Regions from separate parts of the Anas platyrhynchos genome. Here region 1 is linked to region 2. A link is a contact called in public Hi-C data. All regions are on one chromosome and are shown on one strand. Each heading gives the region's core, a stretch centred on a gene start, on an enhancer-like site or on the middle of the called end of the contact. The rest is flanking DNA. Distances are from core to core; before and after follow the strand shown. Region 1 overlaps QKI (QKI, KH domain containing RNA binding). Region 2 overlaps QKI (QKI, KH domain containing RNA binding).

The links. A called contact is a pair of places that touch in the nucleus more often than the background predicts.
Region 1: a contact with region 2 is called in a Hi-C map of subcutaneous adipose tissue, with 3 times the contacts expected there. The contact joins two enhancer-like sites. A contact is called at or near these places in 3 of 8 Hi-C or Micro-C datasets (liver, skeletal muscle and subcutaneous adipose tissue).

The regions. Positions count from the first base shown.
Region 1 is chr3:49,086,980-49,090,813 of IASCAAS_PekinDuck_T2T, reverse strand. The region is part of intron 1 of QKI (QKI, KH domain containing RNA binding); the gene reads left to right. Among named protein-coding and RNA genes, the nearest start is that of QKI, 6.7 kb to the left of the region's middle. Within about 2 kb of position 2,068, at least 5 of the 8 cell types and tissues checked have an H3K27ac peak or open chromatin away from gene starts, as enhancers often do. A contact at or near this core is called in subcutaneous adipose tissue, where this site is marked.
Region 2 is chr3:48,948,682-48,952,790 of IASCAAS_PekinDuck_T2T, reverse strand. All of the region lies in intron 5 of QKI (QKI, KH domain containing RNA binding), which reads left to right. Among named protein-coding and RNA genes, the nearest start is that of QKI, 140 kb to the left of the region's middle. Within about 2 kb of position 1,755, at least 2 of the 8 cell types and tissues checked have an H3K27ac peak or open chromatin away from gene starts, as enhancers often do. A contact at or near this core is called in subcutaneous adipose tissue, where this site is marked.

The DNA.
Region 1 (3,834 bases), core at 819-3,318, 140 kb before region 2:
GATTTCATGTCAGCCTTGTTGTCTTACCTAAAATGTCTGCGTGAGTAAGGACTGAAGAAGTGGCTTTGACTGTTGGAAATAAGTTCTCCCCTGGAAGTTATCTAGTTACTTTTGTGCATGACCGTATTGTTTGTGATTATGTAAATGCAGCCTGTGTTTAGCTAGGGTTTTGCTGACGCTTCAGGTTTGAAGAAGGGGCACTGGGTACATTAGCATGACTTTTTTCCCTTTGTATCAAATTGTTCAATAAAAAAGGAAAGAAACACTATTTCCGTACAAATCATGCCTTTAACACAAAGTTAAGAGATGTGCATTGTTGGTATAAAAACCTTACAATAGGCTTTTGCCCAGAGAGTCTCAGGCTGATTTCTAAACTTTAATCGTAATGTTAATGTTGTACTAAAAAAGAATGAGACGAGATAAGTATTGTTCTTTGTGCTGCTTATCAACATTGTTTTTTGAATCTGGTTCTTTAGTCATCTTTAAATCTTACTTTCAAATTTATGATCGTCTCATAACATGCTTATAAAACTTCCAGAACTTGTTTTTCCAAAGCTTCAGAAGAGTTGTTCTAAGGCGTGTTGTTTTTTCTTTTTTTTTTTTCTTTTTGTTGTCATTCTGTGACAGCCTCTTACAATGTCAAAACCAAAGCTTGCATTACACTTAGCTAAAAAAATAATTTTTCCTTAGAAAAAATGTTAAGAGCTTTTATTCCCCCTTATTGTCCCCCTCAGTACAGTTTTTTGAAGTTATTTTTGGAGATGCATCTGTAGCATTTACACAATTGCAGTCACCTGGTGTGCAACTTTTCTTAAAAAGATGGATGTTGTTTTGACTGATAAAAATTTGAAGTTTAATAAAGCAATTGTTTTAAAGCTTGTGTTTTGCAAGCAGTTTGTTCACCGTTGCTTACTAGATTATTAAAGATTCATTATTGCTATTTTTTAAGAGAAACCTCAGTAGACCTAGAGTACTGCACAGGAGCTGCTGATTATTTTGCCTTTAAAACAGGAGAAACCTGTATGAATTCTTTTCATCATTTTTGTTTATTGTTACTTGTTCCTTAAGGTTGGAATTGAGTTGGTACTTTACTCATCTGAAATAGTAGGTGATATTTTCCAATTTTTTTTAATTAAAAGCCTTCCGTTTGTCCCAGAAACAACTGATGAGTGCGGGTTAGGTTAGGGACTGGTACATGGCTGTTTCGTACCTCATAAAGAAAAAGTGAAAATGTGTTGGTTAATGTTACAGCAAAGTGCAAGAAAACAACTGAAAAGCACTTTAAAAAAGCACTTGGAATGTCTTAATTATGAAAATTAGGTTCATGTGCGTCAGAAGAGAAATGCACAAGCCAGAAAAATGTAGCTGGCGTTCGGTGAATGCTGTGTGCGTGGAGGGGAGGCCAGGTAGGAAAGGAAGAGCTCCTTCCGTAGCTCAGTAACTCCTTTTTACCAGCTTGGCTCTTTCAGCCCTCCTTAAATTGAAACTTTCCTCCCCCGAGTACACTAAATAATGACACATCAGGAATGGGATGCTGCCTGAAACTCTACGAGCTCTGTAGAATTTGCTAGAAAGTGAGTCCCTGGCATTGGCTGTAACCAGCGCCTGTAACCTTCAAGCGCTGTCCTTCAGGGAGGCGTGTGGCAGCTCCCAGCCCTGCACCCATGGGTGCTGTTGGGTTGCCCGGCCCCTGCTGCTGGGACACCCCGGGCCCACAGCAGGGCCGCAGCCTGGTGACTTGTGGGTGTGGGACATGGTGAGGTAATGAAATGCCCTCGCCTGCTGGCCCTCAGCAATATTAAAACCCCACTTGCAACTTTTCGTGGAGGTTGCCTGGATTTTTCTGTGTTGATTTTAATCAAAATGCACATTAAGAAAACTTTCTTTTGGTTTTGACATTTTCTCGCAACTTCAGTGACACGGTGCTGGACACGGTGCCGGTGTTTTTAGCCTCGATGTGCCTAATGGGATGGGTTAGGTCGGGCGGTAGAAGCGCTGTACGAGACATGTCTGCGGTTTTGTAGCAGGATCTCGGTCTACGAGGCACTCTGGAGCTGCTCCTTGGGTTTCGAAACAGACAGCTGTAATGTCTGTAAGCTGAATCAGATCCCTTTGCTCTGACGAGGCAGAGTGGTGTGGCTGAAAGTGAAGCAATGTTATTTTCTCTGCTTTTGACTTGAGAAAATACCCAGAGACGCCATGTGCAGGGCAGTTACAATAATTTTAGGGATTGCGTGGATTTTTTTTGGCTGTTTTTCTTGGAAAATATTAATACAAGCAGAGTTAGTTTTTCAGTAGCAGAACTTAGAGTTTTGAAACAATCGATACTTGAACGGGCAAAGCCACCAGGACAGCCTTGAGAAATAATACCCAGCTTCGTTAGCAGAGCTTGCCCCTTGACTGTATTACTCGTGTTTCCACTAGAAACTTGTCCAAGGAGAGCAAGGAGCTGGTGCACGTTACAGCTCTTCTGTCCAGGCAGTTGCATGGCCGAGCGCTGACAGGCACGCTGCCGGTTTCACGGGCACCTCTTCGTGCTCGGAATCAGCGTGGTTATGCAAACAGGTGTGGGAGTGGGTTTTTTAATTCTCAAATTTTAAAATACCGAGCAACAATTGATAACTACTTCAAATACTTTTCATTCGAGAGCTGATTTTTGTGATGATTCACCTTCCCAAATACTCCTGACTGCTTTGCAGCTGCACCTATTTTTACTCCCTGCAGCAGGGGATTAGATAAGAGGTTGTGTGTTTCCAGCACAAGGGTGTACCCAGAAGTGCTTCAATACTTTGTAACTTCATTGCGGTGCTGCAGGAAGTGCATGGGCTGGGAGCATCCTCAAGATAGCGGTTTGGAAAGGGAATAAGCCATGAAGCGATTTGTGTAATGCCTGACAGACATTGGAGGGTATTAACAGGGGGACAGTTAATGCTTATAATGGTATATAACTTTGGAAATGTTAACACTTTATTTAAGGCTGGATTCAAAAAGGAGAAAATCGAACCTGACGAACATTAAAGCCTTGTTGCTTCTCTGGGAAGTTGCGCTGAGATGGTTTTGACGGGTAACACATCAGGAGGGCAGCTGACGTGGGAGGGGAGGCAGGGGAAGATAACGCAGCATTGTGCACCCTTATCTGGTGGATTGGTGCCTGGCTTAAAAGGTCAGTTGTCACCCTGGACTGGTCAGGGCTTTTTGAGTTTGTTTTCCTACGTTGCTGGCTAGGTTTTCCGAGGGATTGGAGCTATGATTGAGCTCACCATATGGGATCTCAGAATAGTTGTGTTGGCACAATGGCTGGGGTGGCTCAGGGCTGAAGATAGAGAGCAGAGGCTTGGGGAGAGAAGTACGTTTGTTTAAACATTTACTTTAAAGTCAGAAAGTCCTAATTGGACATCAACCGATTGTGTATCTGGTCCATTCAAAGTTTTAAGGAGAAGACTATTTTCAGGCTAGCTGACACTAGATGGAAGCCAGACTTTGCTGAATTGTTTAAATCCTTCGACGATTGAAATAACAAACGTTATTGTTTTGATTGCTTAATTCAGATTAAAGAACTGCTTTAGAAATTGCTAACTTCTGCTTGGTGGAAATGTCCTTTCCTGATTAGGGTGTATTTTCTGCATTAGTTCCTAGGAGACAGGATACGCCTAAAATCTTAAAAAGTAAGTGTCAGATTCATCCAGCACAGGTGTTAGTAAAAACTTAATGTTCTGGTTTATATGTTTAATTGGCAACTCCACTAAACCATTCAGCTGATGTCACTGAATGCTTCCGTTTATTTATCAGACTTTGAAGCGGTAGCAGATCAATTAATATTCTTAATGCAGTATA
Region 2 (4,109 bases), core at 506-3,005:
ATATACTGCTGAAATACAGTGTAAGGAATGCACTGCGTGCTTGTCTGTCTTCCAGCCTGATCCTGGGCCTCCCTATCAATGTCTTTGTGTTTTGTGTATGAATAAAAAGTTAAAATGTATGGTACTCTGAAGCACACACTGTATGCATATGAGAATCTGAGGGATTTAAGTGCCTAAAATATAATGATTTCAGAAGTATTAGTTAAACAAAAGAATTTCTCTGAGGATCTTGAGATACCAGAGGTTCAATAGGGTTGAACTCAAGCTTGGACATTGAAAATAAAATGAAGTCATTAAAAAAGTAAGAAGGCAATAGTGTCCTCTCCCGACTCTGTTTCATGATGTGAAACAAGCTCTCAGTGACAGCATTTTATTTCGTAGTGGTGCTCCTCAATTTTCTTCTAAACAGCCAGTGTTACCCAATGTAGGAGAATTGTTGCTGTAGGTGGGCATCAATATAGTGAGCATTGCATATTTTGTTTGGGATTCTTATGTTTTGGGAAGGGTTCCACAGATTCTTGTGGGATCTCCAGCGTGGGCCTCAAACCTCCTTTCAGACATAGATGTCTGTACACCTGTCCCTTCTTCACCTCAGCGAGGTGACGCTACCACTGTGTGTTTCTAGAAGGGGGCAAAGTCAAGATGGTTTTTAATATTTCATTGTGAATTTTTGTAAGAATGAAAAAAGCAACAGGGTAATTGTAAACCGTGTCAATAAAAAAAATATCTTCATTGGTTTTAATACCAGGTTAGAGCAGGCTTGGTGTAGGTGACACTAGTATTTACTAGCATTTTAAACCTTGTGACCATTAGTCCTACTCTGATAAAGATTAGGAAACCAGGTGCTCAAAATGACGGTGCTCACAGGCATTTGGTCTTTTTACTGCTGGCGCAAGTAAGGCCAAGCTGCTGTGAGGAGAAGCGAGCTGAGCTGGCCCGGTGTTGACAGGGCGGCAGCCACCCTTGTCTGCACGTAGTTGGCTTTGTTAGGATTTACTGCATCTCTTCAGTGTGCGTATTCAGAGAGCAGCTGCAAGTGCTTGCATTTAAAGAATCAGGTTTCAAGATAGCATTTTTTTTTTTTCTTAATCAGCATGTTATATTGCACATGAGAAATAGAGAGAAAGCACTGAAGATTTAAGAGGATGAGAGGATTGAGTCAATCACTTGAGCTTCAACTTAGTAATGCAAATCTGGCTTTAAGTGACCTTATTGATGTTTGCTCAAAGTAGCTTCCTTTTGGTACAAATGGCTGAGCTTTGTTGTAGCTATTGTACAGGTAATGTACTGTCCCTTTAGAGATTGCCTTTGTATCCCAGCTGCAACCTCTCTTTGCTGTAACAGCGAGTGCCTGCAGAAATGCCTGCAGCTAAGATGGATTGCATCGACGGGCCTCATTTGATCATCTGCCAGCAGTGAAGAGAGGATAGGCCACAGGGAAACGCGGGCCTGCTTCGCTATCCCATCTCATGGAAACTTGAGTTTTTGACTATGGGTGGATGACGTTCAAGTAGAGAGCTTGGTACGAGAGGTCGGAGGCCATGCCCTGGTATCTGAAGGGCTCCTAACGAGAGGTCAAAGGCCATGGCGAGGTATCTGAAGGGGGCTCCTAACAGCCTCTGTGGCCAGCGCCCTGAGGGGAGGCGGTGGCCTCAGGGTGCGAGGGGCTGCAGGAGGAGGAGCGGGGCCGGCAGGGTGCTGAGCACCATGGCTGGAGGTGGTGGCATCGAGCAACAAACAGTGCCATCTTCTGGGAGGAGCCGGCAAGATGCCCTGTGGTCAGCCATGAACAAGTTTTTGAGCGGTGGGGGTGTTGGTGTGTTTGTGTTGGTTTGCTTGCTTGCTGCGATAGGTGTTTGGAAAAAACAAATGCCAGAAGTGGAAAGGCAGCGCTAATGTCTGGCAGTGCAAGTCCACATCTTGACTCTCTGGACTATCACTGATACCGTCTTAAAAGAAATGTTTTAAGCTATGCTTTGGAGTCCGTTTAAAAGAATAAAAATTTTATCAACTGCTGAGCAGTACTCCAGAGAATTAAATTGCCAAAATTGAAGTTAAGGGCTCAGTCTTTTTTGTACTCTTAGGACTGCTATTGTTTTTGTAAACGTACTTTGTAAAATCTAAATAATTGCCACATGTTTTCTCATAGAAAGCATAGTGACCTATAGGAAAATTAAACATCCAAAATAGGAATTATAAGAATGATTACTTTGTCTTTTATTGCTTTTAAATTGCTGTAACTCCTTCCTTTGGGGATGCCAGAAGGGAAAAAAATGTTTTCTATCTTAAAGTTTTTCCTATAAATAATTACATTTGGAAAACATTTACCATGGTCTAAAATCTGGGATAACGGAGTTACTATAATTATCCTAGCAAGTGGAATGTAAGATTCAGCATTTACTGAGACTCATTAATAATGTCTCAGATCAATCACCCGAACTCTTATTTGGAGGAAGTATGCAATTTTAGTAACACTGATGGAACTATATGGGAGATGCAGGTGACATTGAGAGGAGGGCTTTTTTTTTATGGTTACATGCTTTCTGTTAAATAAATAAACAAGCAAAAAGCCAATAGCAAAGAATAACCATTAGTAACCATTAGGGGTGGAGGGGAAAAGTGGGATCAATGTATTAAAAATCTTTATTGCTAAAATAAATTAGGAGAAATGAAGTTATATCTAGAATGACAAAAGTCTTTAAGTTCTGGATAGAAAAATAGATTTGGAATTGCTTTTATTGCATCATAGTTGACAACACAGTATAGATAATTTACCAGTGATGATGCAGTGGAATAAGAAATTCTTTAAAATGAATAAATAAAATCCTCTGCATATAAATTCCAACTCTGTTCTGAGACTGTCATATTAAGCATGCTATAATCAGTACATTTTGTATTCCAGAGAGTCTAATTTTCATGATTGTGGAATCTGAGGTATCTGGATAGAACAGTATTTAACTGCACAGTTAATTTGTAGTTAAAATGCTAATTGAATATGCATTTACTTTTTCACTATTAGGGTTAGTTTGGTCTGTCATACAGTATTTAATAGATAAAGAAAATAATGTCTAACTCTTCGAGTATATTCTGTATGTTTAACAACAATGTCAATTGTTAGTTTTTAATCTGTTTAGGTAAATCCTCAGTATTACAGTTAGGACTTCCATTTCTGGCATCTGGAAGTGATTTAGTCTTGACCCATCTTACTGGGTTGACTAGTAGTTTATTTGCTTAAATGCAATTTTAAGACTTTTTTTTTTTGTTTTGCAATTTAGTAAGTTACTTCATCAATGTTTTGGCAGTGAAGTATGTATAACAATATTTTGCTTTAAACTAGTTTGAAAATGTTTCTGTTCACTTTGGAACCACTGCATGTGGATATTCCTATCAACTCCTAACTTACTTGGGAGATGTTTCAGTATTGCAGTGCTGTAATGGACACAAAGTTATTTAGTAGGCTTCTTCTGGTTGTTGGTGGCAATCACTATTCTTTGTGGCTTTTTAATTGTATTTTTCATAATCACTAGTCCTTTTGAAATTCCTAATTCAAACCATCTGCTGAAGTTGTTGTTTAAGACAGGTGAACAACTATCTCTGAAATCTTTGTTAGGTTTTCAGTGGATGGCACAGTATCTCATGATCCAGATTGTCATTACATGTAAAAATCCTGTTCCAAATATACAGGAAATATGTGAATAGACAAGATCAGTTAAAATCAAAACTAAAAAATTAAGAAACCAGTTTAAGAAATGCAGCTCACACTTCAGCTGCACCCTTTTTGCCAAGAATGAGACTTTTCAGCAATGACAACGTGAGAAGCAAGGTGGTAACTCAACATTAAAGTATATAACTGCCTCTCCTCAATTTCCTATGTCATTATCTTGTTTTCTGATTGATAGGAGGTAAACTAAACAAATGATAGTATTTCTGGAAAAACAGATCAGAAAATGTCTGGTTTTCAGAACTGTAATAATTATATTTTTATTAGTAACAGAAAAAGTGTTTTTTTTTCTGTGGTGGTGGTGGTTTTTTGCCTTTTTTTTTTTTTTGTTTAACTGAATACTGCATATTTATGCAAATTGAAAGACACCAAAGGAATTGATAACTTC